Linked DNA regions of Zea mays: regions 2 and 3 are each linked to region 1. A link is a contact called in public Hi-C data. All regions are on one chromosome and are shown on one strand. The core of a region is the stretch at or near the end of the contact, and the rest is flanking DNA. Distances in the headings are between cores, read along the strand shown. Region 1 holds the start of LOC100191489. Region 2 holds the start of LOC100272958 (Plant viral-response family protein-like). Region 3 holds the start of LOC103632829 (protein Brevis radix-like 1).

Region 1 (4,112 bases), core at 635-3,134:
AGTTGAGATTAATCATTTGGTCTCTCAAACAAATCCACCCTTTTCTAAGCGCATGTTATGTATTAGTAATATATAATGATAGAGAGTTGACAGTCTGTCTTTTCCACACACTAGATTTTAGGGCTTTCCTGTGAGGCTGTGAAAAAACTCTTTATGTGAGGAAAAAATATTTCATGAGTAAGCATGCCATGTCAGCTAAATCGAGTGGATATTGTGAATTGTGAACTTTGAGTCTGTGAACTTGTGATCTTTATGAACTTGTTATACTGTGAACTTGTTATATTGTGAACTTGTGATTTTTGTAAACTTTTTATATTATAAATTTGTGATCCTTGTGAACTTGTTATATTGTGAATTTGTTATATCATGAATTGTGAACTTGTGGTCATTGTGATCTTTTGTCAACTTTGTTGTATTGTGAAGTTTGATATGTTTACCGATCGTATTTTAGATTTCGACCGTTACCGATGTGTTTTCCGTACCGACTTTTGTTTCCGATGTTTCCGAAATACCGATATCGTTTCCGTTTCTGGAGTTACCGTTTTCGATTTCGTTTCCGATAAAAAATATGAAAACGATAATGGTTTTAGTGTTTACCGACCGTTTCCGACCGTTTTCATCTCTATGTGCCGTCATAATTCGCGATCATTATACTAGTCTATTTTATAATGTCTTAAAATAATGTAAGCATGTGATATTTACGTCGAAACATAAATAAGAGATTGTTTATAAAATGTTGTCACCGCATGATTTATAATTAATAATGTAAAATGCTTAATCGTACTAATTCCAAAAAATACTTCCTCTATTTTTTATTTAACGTTTTATAGTTTATTTTTGTACCATTTAGCATTAAATATAAAAATATAGTGGTAGTATAAAATTGTATTGGATATGTTCGCGTTCAATTCTTCTTAATATATGGGGTGCCGTTCTCCTGCGTCGAGAAAAAAAATGTTCCCATTCAATAGCGGGTGAGAGAGATAAAAGAAAAAAAAACGTTTCAGCTGTAGGCTTACCGCTGATCAAATCACATTAGGGCTTATTCATTTTACTCTGAATTAAATGGATTTAAATACCAAACAAATTAAAAATCTTTTATAAACTTTTCTAACTCATCCAATCTATATGAGACTTTATTTGGTTAATCCCGTTATTTATAGATTGGATAGTATTAAAAAAATTATAAAGAAATTTAGGGTGTGTTTAGTTTGGCTTTTGCCCCCTAAAAACCAAAAACCAATTAAAGGGCTGGATCCAGGAAGCAGCTTTTTCTAAAAGCCGACTTGCAGTGTAAAACTGAAAGCACCCTTGGACCTGCTTTTAGTGGCTTTTGGATGGAACTGTGAAAACATATATCGAAGAACTTTTAACGACTTTTAGTGGTTTCCACCAAACTGTTTTTAACTTTTTAACAGCTCATAGCCTACACCAGCTTTTTCCACAGCTCATAATAACTTTTTTCACAGCCACAGCCTAACCAAATAGATTCTTAACTTACTTGTTATTTAAATCCATCCAATCTAACTCAATTCATTGAGAGCTAAACGAACAAGTCTCACAATAGAAATAACCGAACCATATAATGGTGGTAACCGACATGGTCTACCTCTGCCAGTCTGGCCCCACGAAGCGTTGAACCCATCCTTCCCTGCCGTCAGTTGAGCCAGCCACCTCTCAGCCCCCACCTCGTCTCACCGCATTCCATGAACGGAGTCCTCCTGCACCTACCGCTGCCGATCCCACTGCCCCACAGATCAGCCGCACATATCTGGCTTCACGATTCAGTCGAGCGTTGTACCCGCCTACGTGCACCGGGCGCATGGGAGCGATCGTTGTGGACCTGTGGCGCGGCGGTGTCCCCCAGCCTCTTCTCTCCCTCTCGCGCGACCTCACAAGCGCGAACCCCACGAAGCCGGAGCCAAGCCACGACGGGTCGACCGGTCGACGGCCCCTCGACCTGCCCGCCTCGCTTCCTCCGACGCCTAGGGTTTTCTACCGGACGCCGCCGCCGCCGCAGCAGCGGCCCGGGATGCAGGTGTGCCCGCGCAGTTAGCCGCCGTCGGACCCACCGCCGCCGCGCGCCATGTCATTCTTGCGGCGGCGAAAGCCGCTGCCGCCCTCTGACGGTGACGAGTCCGACCACGACGACAACGACAAGGGGAAGAAGCCGTCCTCATCCTCCGGGTCGCCGTCCAAGGAGCCCACGAAGCGGACCAAGGCCAAGTGGTCGTGCGTGGACAGCTGCTGCTGGCTGGTCGGGTGCGTGTGCTCCGCCTGGTGGCTGCTGCTCTTTCTATACAACGCGATGCCGGCCTCGTTCCCGCAGTATGTCACCGAGGCCATCACGGGGCCGCTCCCGGACCCGCCCGGGGTCAAGCTGCAGAAGGAGGGGCTGCGAGTTAAGCACCCCGTCGTCTTCGTCCCGGGCATCGTCACCGGGGGCCTGGAGTTATGGGAGGGGCACCACTGCGCCGAGGGGCTCTTCCGCAAGCGGCTATGGGGCGGCACATTTGGTGACGTATACAAGAGGTGCTTTCTCCTCCTTCATTTTTGTTTTGTTTTCGTTTCCGGAATCACAGTAGTCCTCGTGAATTTTTATTGTAACTACCACTGCAGTTGTGTCTGGTTTATGAAAGTTTGTTTGGTTTTTGGTTGGTTGGACTTATCAATTGAATGTTTGTTGCTTATTACATCACTTGTTCTTTAAGTTTACTTTTGGTCGTTGATGTTGTCTTTAGAAAATACAGGTTCAATGTTTTGCTAATGTTGCTCGGAACAGTCCAACGTTACTCTATTATGTACTTTCTATTTTTTTCGTAAATGCCATTGATAGTCAATCGGCCTGGTCTTTTATATATTTGTATTCAAGATTTTAATTCGTATGAGACTTTGAGATGTCTTTTAAGTTTTAAGGAAATTCTTCTTTTGAGAGCCGTGGAGCTATCTCAGGGAAAGAGTTCTCACTGGGATCTCGGCAATGATAATTCCTCTATGTTTTATCTTTTTTTGTTCTTATGCAAGGGTCCAAAAGTTTCTTATATTTGATTTTGGCTTGTGCTTGGTGAGTAGGTTGGTGGCCTGTTTGGTCCCAATCTATCTTTTAGCTATGTGCCTTCTCAAGACCTGAAATGTAGCAGCAAGAACGTCTTACTGCTGTCTTGAATTGATGCGGTGTTTTTTTTTTTTGAGAGAGAGGGCGTTGAGATTTTTGTTAGTATCACCAGTGGAACTTTAAAGTGCGCAACTATGTGCACTTTGGACCTGCATGGAGCTGGTGTCTTGTGAAACTAAAAACACCCAGACTTTTCTTGTACTATTTGCTTCCCACTTACTATTTCTCTCTCATCCTTACTCACATGGGAACTGTTTTTATGTCCTGAAGAAGAGTGATTATTTTCCCTGGTCTTTTTTTTAACGAATTGGTGGGAGCTCTGCCTTTCAATTAAGAGAGGGAAAAGAGTTAGAGTATCTGCATTTTCCCTGGTCTGTTTGGATCCCAGGAACTAAAACAAAAGTGACTAAAGTTTAGTCACTTATGAGCTAAGGATTCAAACAGGAAGAGCTAGAAGTGACTAAAATGATAAAAAATATCAATCTAGTCACTTTTAGCTCTTCATGTTTGGATCTTTAGCTCTAAGTGACTAAACTTTAGTCACTTTTGCTTTAGCTCCTCGGATCCAAACAAATCATGTAGTTTCTAAACTTTCAGAAGAAAACTGGATTTTCCATGAAAAGCTGGAGCTTTTTTGTGTGGTATTAGGCATGCGTAGCAAAATTTCAGAAAGAATTGGTCCCCTCTAGCAGTTCTATCATTCATGTATTGCTTTTCTAGAAATATTCATGTTGCCTGTCATGTATTTTTGTGACAAGTACTGGTCAGAATTTTGACCTTATTATCATTGTGCTGTTGAGCTATCCATGCATACTACAGGGAAAAGAAATGCCTTACACTTTGTATTAAACAGTTACTTATTTCCACTAACATTTTGGCTGGATCAATGTTTTCGGTTGCAAATATTTGGATTCTGTCATTCTGAAATGCACTAAGCCTCATTGGGACTAGCACTATTTTAGCCTAGATACCAGAAAAATGAGGGATAGCAGTTTCA
Region 2 (4,112 bases), core at 453-2,952, 170 kb before region 1:
TAGCGGCGAACGGTCATCCTAATACTACTTGACAAAAAACAGTTAAACACATGCCTTTTATTATATTATTTTATAAGTATATACTAGCAAAAAGTATGCGTGCAGAACTTAATGCCAGCTGTGTTCACCTTTAAAGTTTTATTTATTGAGATGTATGGCGACCGTCTCTGTTAATCAAAGATTTTCCAAGATGTATGGCAGAACTCATAGTGTGTTTGGTTTGTGGAATCACTCTATACCTCATGAGGTGATGAATCATAAGTTCATTCCATCAATTTTGGTGGAATCAACACACTCCTCATCTATATACTAATTATTAGCTTATGAGAAATAAAGTGGTGATGGATCAATCCATTCTATTCCACAAACCAAATAAAAAAGTGAGCAGTGAGAAGAAGATGGATCACTTCATTCCTTAAATCAAACACACTATAAATGATTCTGGAGACGTATGTTTTGCTGTGAGCCCCTTTGCTCTGCATAGTCATTTTTTCACGTTTTTGCCCGTCTGTAATTTTTTTCTCCATTATATTCTTTTTTTTCGCTTTATGTCTTTAGCCCGTGTTTTATTTTATTTATGTCTGTATTTTAATTTTGTTTTGTTTTTTACTTCCATTTTTCTCATCTCTCGTTTATACGTTCCATTTTTTTTTTGTTTTTCTGTTCTTTTTTTCTCTTTGATAAATAATAAAGACATAGATTTGTTGGTTTGTATGAAAGGAATACCAACTAAAGTCAGAGTATCGATTTGAGGAAACTTTACCAAACGGTTTAGTAGAAAAAGATGTTTGGATCCATCTTCCAGTGAAAAACGGAGTAGTCAGAGCTATTTTGGACGAACCCTTGAGGAAGAGTCTTACCAAACAAGGTCTGGATTGGATGAAAATTTTTATTTATGCATGGACGAATATATTAAAATAAAAAATGTATTAGAACGCTTCAATCTTTAATGTTAGATATCGATATATAAATGATGATAAAAAAATAAGGTATGTTTGGCTTCTTTAGTCTAGAGATAAAAGTTCAGTCTCTATCATGTTTAATTACAAAAACTAAAGTGTTCAAATTTTATTAAACGACTCACAAGAAAACCAAAATGCCATGTACCATTCTCCTGACATTACTCTTCTTCCACCGCAACAAAAAAAATGAGGGTAAAAGTTAGAATTAATATGGTTTAATCCCTTTTATTCACAGCCTTACAGTGTTCAGATAAGTGAATTCAGATAAACATTTCAGAATATTCTCAAATAACAAAGAAAGAGAATGCTGCTACACGTGCAACCTCAGTGATAGACATAGGTATGAGTATGACCAAGGTCATGTGATGGCTTATGATTCTTTAGTTCGTGAAGCATTTTCGAAAGAATATAATAACCGGAGCAGTAGTTAGTGATATCCAAAAGAGTGTTATCCGCGACAATCTTAAATAAAAAATATTTAGCATATCAATGGAAAAGATAAGAAACTTGGAGCTACATATTCAATCGGAAGCCATGACAAGCAAGCGAAACAAAACTAAGAACAAATCACCTGGCGACCAGCTTTCAACGCTACAACATCACTGCTGATGAACACACATGCAAAAGACGTTTCAAATCCGAATGTGCTCTTCAAACCTTCCGAACACTCCAGACACCCTGCAGACCTTCTTAAACCCCCACAATATTCGCCCATCAACCTTCAAACCTCCCCTCTCCACACGCCACCACCAACTTCTTCCCCTGTCGTCCACTTCCGCAGTCGCACGCAAAAGGCACAGCGCGGCGGCACACGCCATGGGCACCCTCGTCGGGCACGTCGCGCCGGGCGCCGGCTTCCTCCTCATCGGCCTGTGGCAGCTGTTCAGCCACACCCGCCTGTTCCTGCTGCGGCCGAGCTCGTACTCTGCCCCGGTCTGGTTCCCGGTGCCGGGCGTGCGGCACCTGGAGCTCATACTCATAATCATCGGCACGGTGCTGTCCATCCTGATGGAGCTTGTCATCGGCCCCGCGAAGCACCAGCCGTTCGACGACGACGGCACCATCCCGTCCGACCACCTCCACAACTTCGAGCACGCGTCCATCTCGCTGGCGCTGCTCGTCTTCGCGGCGGTGACCATCCACCTGGACAGGGCGAGGGCGCCCATGCGGGACGCCGTGTCGCAGCTCGTGGCCGCCGCGGCGTTCGCGCAGCAGCTGCTCATCTTCCACCTCCACTCGGCGGACCACATGGGCGTGGAGGGGCAGTTCCACTGGCTGCTGCAGACGGCCATCGCCGTCACGCTCGCGACCACGCTGCTGGGTATCCCCTACCCGCGGAGCTTCGCGGTGAGCCTGGTCCGGTCCGCCAGCCTCGTGTTCCAGGGCGTCTGGTTCGTCGTCATGGGCGTCATGCTGTGGACGCCGGCGCTCATACCCAAGGGCTGCTTCCTCAACTTCGAGGAAGGGCACGACGTCGTCCGGTGCCGCACTGACGACGCGCTCGACCGCGCCAAGTCGCTCGTCAACCTCCAGTTCAGCTGGTACCTCACCGGCACGGTGGTGTTCGTCGTCCTGTTCTACCTCCAGATGGCGAAGCTCTACCCCGAGGAGCCGCAGTACCTGCCGCTGGTGAAGGGAGGCGGCAGCGGCAGCGATGGCCGGTTCAGCATCGGAGATGATGATCACGACGATGAGGACGACGTCGAGGCCGCAAAACGTGGCGGTTTCGGACACGTGGTTAGCGGCACGAGGCCTGTCGAAATCGAGAGGTGAGGGTCGTGCGTAGCACCGTACAAAAGGTTAGCATGTTGTTGCGTGGTTATAGTGTAATTTGACTTGAACGTTTTTGTTTATTGGTGAAATTAAAACATGCAAATATTCTCTAGGGAGGTTGTAATGTTTATAGTTTGTGACACAGTGACACTTGTGGATTAAAAGAATCCTATATTTATCCTACCTGAAGCCATCTTATCCTACTTGTCAGTTGTCACCACGCTAATTCAATAGTGTCAGGCGTTGACCATTGACTGCTGCGATCGCTAGGCTGTATGCCTGCATGGACTGGCTTTATGCCTGCAGTTCTCTTTATAATTAAGCCCGCAACAAGCCAACAACGGCAATCCACTGTAATCGCAAACGATTTGAGTTGACAAATAATGATCAAGAAAACCTGTGTTATCCGGCTGTAAAAAAAAATCTCTCCTTGTGCAACGTGTTCGAGCTAAAAAAACAGCAGTTCCACCTGGCAATCTTCCCGGACAAGAAAGCTGAGCCACACAGATCGAGCACAGGAATTTGGCATGTCTCGCCGCATGATGGATGGAATTCAAGCAAACCGATGACTGCTACCTTTCCCATGAATTCACATGCTGAAAGTAAATAAGAAAAAAAAATAGGGCAATGTCCAGTTCCATTCCAGAAGGTCAGAAGGATGCGAAGGAAAACCCGCGGGATCCTCCGTCTATCGGTCAGTGCAGACGTCCACATCAGTCGTCATTACCGTTTAAGACGGTGTTTGATTCGCCGAAATGTAACACAAACATACTACGTGGGATGATGGATACCGATACCTTTGTTTAGTTGAGCTCTTTCGAGTAGTACTAGATACTAGTATCGAATCCAATTATAGCTAGTAACCATTAACATCGATAAGAGATCTCATTACCATTCACGTACCAAACAGCACCGAAGTGCTTTGTGGGTTCATTTCTTCGTTGCTCTCTTTTGATGCGAATCAAGAAGGATATAGATAACCAAATCATGCGAATCAAGAAGATAGTTAAGGATAGATGGCCGGCCCAGCTAGCAGTTGGAGATGCGAACGTTAATCTTGATTCCAGCAAATGTATCGTCAATTCGTCAGCCGCGAAACGCATCATTACTTGCTTTGTCATTTCGTGGATCTGGACAGGTCGAGGGTTGCCAGGCTGCTACTGTTGGCAACCTTCTCTGAACACTCTATATCTTGTGTGGGACGACCCGTTATCTTTCATCGGAGAGGACCACCATGCACTGCTCGAATCACGCAAGCCATCGTTTTGTGTACATAGGCAGGAATCACAAGGAACATGCATGGGGTCTCTTCCTCAATGCAACAATCGATTCAGGTGGCAAGCTTGAGCTTGAGCATCCGGCAACCTGCTATATATA
Region 3 (4,112 bases), core at 1,067-3,566, 130 kb before region 1:
GACTTGCCCCACAGTGTACTAGCAGTGGTAAATTCAAAATCCTTTTCCACGGTGGGCAGCCAACATGATCCTTTTAACCTCTTCAATGCATGGCTTAAATTTCTAAATCTACTGACCCTAGGACATGTGTGCCCACATGTATGGACTTGGGCCTGGCAGCTTCACGTGAGAATTTAAATGGACCTCTGTCATAGTGTTGACATGGAATAGGTCATCCCTCTTTTTTTTTAATGTCATTGTCTTTAACAATATGCCAGGTTGTTCCTCTTGCATATTTACCAAATAGTAAAACCCTGTTATATAAGGGATTTACTATGTGGACGATGGAAGGAATGGCAAAACAGTGTAAGAAGCCACGCTGCACACAGATTGGCATGTGAGACGTGTCATTAAGGGGTAAAGTAATGAGGTTGCATAGGAGTGAGAAGTGTAGTCGACATGCCTCGTACTTATTTTAATGAACTGGAGCCTCTACGTTGCTATTCGGCTGACTCCTTTCAAGGGGATGACATCCTTTTCATACTACATCCTCAAATCCAATCTGCACTACACTCATTTAATGGTGATCTTTTCTGATAAGAAGTTTTCATTTCTATGCATGGCTTGTCTTTAAAGGTTTTATTGAGATTTCGATTGTTATTCAAAAGCTTTTGAGCCACACAGAAAAGAAGAAAAACAGACGGACAAATGGAATGCTAAATGGGACATGGGAATTTAGCCATTTTGATCGGAAACTAAAGCATGAGCCATCATTTAGAGAAATTTATAAGTGGAGACAAGCTAGATTAGCCCCAGAATTTAACAACCCTATTGTGCAGTCCTCAAGGAACACTAACGAACTTAATATTGGGGTGTTTGTTTAGAATTATAATCTGCCAGATTATATAAAATTTGTTGGATTATATAATCCGGACATATTATAATCCCAAACAAACATCCCTATGTATAGCACTCTAGCAAGTAAACGCTAAAGAAATTACAGTTCCGATTATGATTCACATGGAGTCATTTAACCATTTACCGCAGGTCAACTGCTCAGCTTGCAACTTAGCAACAGCTAGTTCAGAAAAAGCTAACAAAAGTAACAATGCCATCTTGAATGCTCTACCAAACTTACCACCAAACACTGTTGTATTCACAGCGTGACAAAAAAATCTCGATCAAATTTTCTCACAGGGAGAAAGCAAACGGAATCATTTGTGATCAAGTAATCGAATTGCGAAGCAGAATTTCATCCCAAGTAGCCAAAGGAACGCACCTGAACCGAATACGTTTTAGATCGTTGCCACCTTGCGCCAGTGAGACGAAGGTAATGAGCACGCCGGGCTCCACCTGCGCCACCCACTCCTTGGCGTCGTCGTCCTTGCCACCGCATCCGCCAGCGGCTTCTGACGCCACCTCGTCGTCCTCCCCGTCGCCGGCAGGGAAGTCCGTGCGCACGCTCATGGACGTCGTGGCGTCCGCCGAACTGCCCGCGCGACGGTACGCGTAGTGGAAGCGGTCGGAGGCCGAGCCGGCGTCGGAGCCCCCGAAGGCGCTGCCGCCGCGGTGGTGGTACGGGTGGTGCCGCCGCGAGGCCGCCGCCGAGGAGCCTGCGCAGGGCTTGCAGTGCCTGTACGCGCCCGACGCCTTGAGCGCCATGTCCTTGATCTGAACCCCCAGAAAAAAAAGGTCCCGTCAGTCGGCACGCCCGAATCCCGTTCCCGTCCGATCTGATTCTACAGCCTCCAATCGAGGGCTCATGAAAAGGGTCTGATAAATTCAGACCAGACCAAAGCACGCTGTCCCAAGAAGTCGAGAGCCACACCTGGGCAGTCAGCGCCTTGATGGCGTGCCGTGTTCTGGGCGTCGCCGTGCCGCCGCCTCCTCCGTCAACTACATCGTCGTCCTCCGGCGGTTCGTGCAGCGGCGGGCCGCCGCCGGCGAACTGCTGCTTGGAGCACGCGATGCACGTGAGCATCCTGCCGCCGAAGGTCGTCAGGTCACAGAAGCGCGGTGACAGTGTGAGGTACTGAGGTGCAGAGCAGAACCCGAGCCGAGTGAGTAGTGGCGGGCGGGCGGGCGAGCGAGCGAGCGAGCGGCGGTGTGCTTTTATAAACGGCGGCGGCGCGTGTCACACGTACGGTGGCCACTCCTGGCGCGAACACGGGGCCGCCGCCTCCGATCTCGAGCTCGGGTTAACGGCATTAATGGCGGGCTAGGATCTGGCGTTGATGGCAGGCAGGAGGCTCGAGGAGCGAGTGGAGTTTTATTTATTTGCGGCTGGGCCTTTTAAATGATCGGTGCAAAGTTCACTGACACCTCTGCGGCGGGCGGCGGGCCCAGCGCCGCTGCCCGTGTGTGCAGCGTCTGTCAGTCTGGATCGGAAGGCCTTATCAGGCTGAGTCCAGTGCACAGCCTCCTCTCGCCCCTGCCACATCAGCTCTCGCCTCCACTCTCGCCCCTGCTGCTCCAGTGCACAGACTGCAGCAGGCTACAGCCTCAGGCTATAGCCACATCAACTTTTCTATTTCAGAATTAAGTAATTCACGCGGATTTATTTTAACGCTTAGAAATCACACAACATAATACTTTTTATTATATTAAAAACTACAAAGTGCATAATAATTTATAGATGAAATTTGTGATTTTTTTGTATTTTTTTCAAATTTTTTGGAGTCCAAACGGTAAAAAACGGTTATCACACGTGGCGCTGATGTGGCCAGCAGAACCAATCGGAAGCCGCCACCTCGCTCTCGCCCCACACTCTCGCCCGCACGCCGCCCGCGCCAGTGCGTAGCCCGCCTCACCGCCTGCCTCTCGCCCGTCTCTCGCCCGGGCGCGCGCTCCAGCGCGGGCGAGAGCGAGGCGGTTTCGCCTGCTCTCGCCGGGCGCGGACGGCGTCGCCCGGAAACGCTCTCTCGCCTGGCTCTCGCCTTCGGTCGGGCGAGAGGAGCGCCGTGCCGCCCGTCTTGCAGCCTGCGTTGGCACCAGCCTCACTCGCGCAGCGTGCAGGTGCTCCTGCTGTCCTGCAAAGCCGTGGGTGGGGTAGGTAGAGTTCCTGGAAGGAGTGAGGCTGCCCGCAGTCGCGCGCTCCAGGTAGAGCTGTATCGAGATAGCGTAGGAAAAGTTGCCGCAGTGGAGTACGGTAAATATTACCCTATTTTAACGCACGGAGAAAAAACGCTAAATCGAGCGCTCGTACGGCTGTCTGCGCTATGCGGTTTGGACGCGCTTTACAGTATCTGTGGGACCCGCGGCATGACACACGCAGCCGAGCAAGTGGATGAAGTGGCCGCATGTGTGTATAAAAAAATGATAGAATATGTGGTAGTTGGTATAGGGTATAGATTTAGGGTAAATATGACTGCGGAGGATTGTGTGGTAGAGTAGAGAATGTTGCTGATCAGGATAGAATATTCTTTTTAGAGTAGAAATTTAGAGTTCCACGAGTGCGGACAGCCTCAGGCTGGACTGTTCGAGGGGAAGAAGAAAGCTCAAGTTTGCCGTGGCTCGACTGTTCCGTAAAGCTTCAAAAGAACTCGTAAGACTAGACCGTTTCATAGTTGCCGATTGAGGTAGCAGTAGCGCCAGCGGTAGGAGATGAACAGTATAGCAAAAAAAAAGTTCGCGGTCGGCCGTCCGGATGAATGATCACGGCGGCAGTGTCCCACTCCCCACCCCTTTTTGTCTGGTTTCACCTCGGTCCTCGTCTCTGCTCGTCCGCATAGTGCCATTCTTCGTTGCGAAAGCACGGCCCCGAAGGAAATACCGTCGTACACCCTCGCGTGAGTGGAGCGTCGAGGGGCACATGTGCGAGGGCGGGCCGGCGGTGGCATCGAACCGGAGCCGGCGGGGTGGTGGGGCTCGTGCTGTCTCCCAACCAACTAAATAGCTGCCTTTTCCCGTCGTGGAGCTGCTAATAGTTGAGCGAATAATCATAAAACTCTTTATTAGAACTGACATATTACCACAACTGCTCCGCTAATCCTTTTCGTCTTTAGTTAAGGCTGCTTTGTCTGCATCTCGGCTTGCAGCATGATTGCCTACCGAGAAGGTGGGGAAGGCTCCGTTCCGTTGAGTCCGAAAGAAAGCTGCAGGTCGTCTGGTCTCTGGACGACAAGGAGCATTTC

The links. A called contact is a pair of places that touch in the nucleus more often than the background predicts.
Region 2: a contact with region 1 is called in a Hi-C map of tassel, with 6 times the contacts expected there. The contact joins the promoter of LOC100272958 here to the promoter of LOC100191489 in region 1. A contact is called at or near these places in 4 of 25 Hi-C or Micro-C datasets (bundle sheath, ear, leaf and 1 more).
Region 3: a Hi-C map of ear shows a contact between it and region 1, with 2.0 times the contacts expected there. The contact joins the promoter of LOC103632829 here to the promoter of LOC100191489 in region 1. A contact is called at or near these places in 2 of 25 Hi-C or Micro-C datasets (ear and tassel).

The regions. Positions count from the first base shown.
Region 1 is chr7:127,853,724-127,857,835 of Zm-B73-REFERENCE-NAM-5.0, reverse strand. It overlaps LOC100191489, which reads left to right and starts at 1,884. Exons shown (of 6, transcript NM_001136921.1): 1 at 1,884-2,532. The coding sequence starts at 2,087.
Region 2 is chr7:128,020,670-128,024,781 of Zm-B73-REFERENCE-NAM-5.0, reverse strand. It overlaps LOC100272958 (Plant viral-response family protein-like), which reads left to right and starts at 1,702. Exons shown (of 1, transcript NM_001147410.1): 1 at 1,702-2,917. The coding sequence starts at 1,779. The coding sequence ends at 2,735.
Region 3 is chr7:127,983,751-127,987,862 of Zm-B73-REFERENCE-NAM-5.0, reverse strand. LOC103632829 (protein Brevis radix-like 1) reads right to left here and starts at 2,316. Exons shown (of 7, transcript XM_035961033.1): 1 at 1,808-2,316; 2 at 1,259-1,650. The coding sequence starts at 1,960.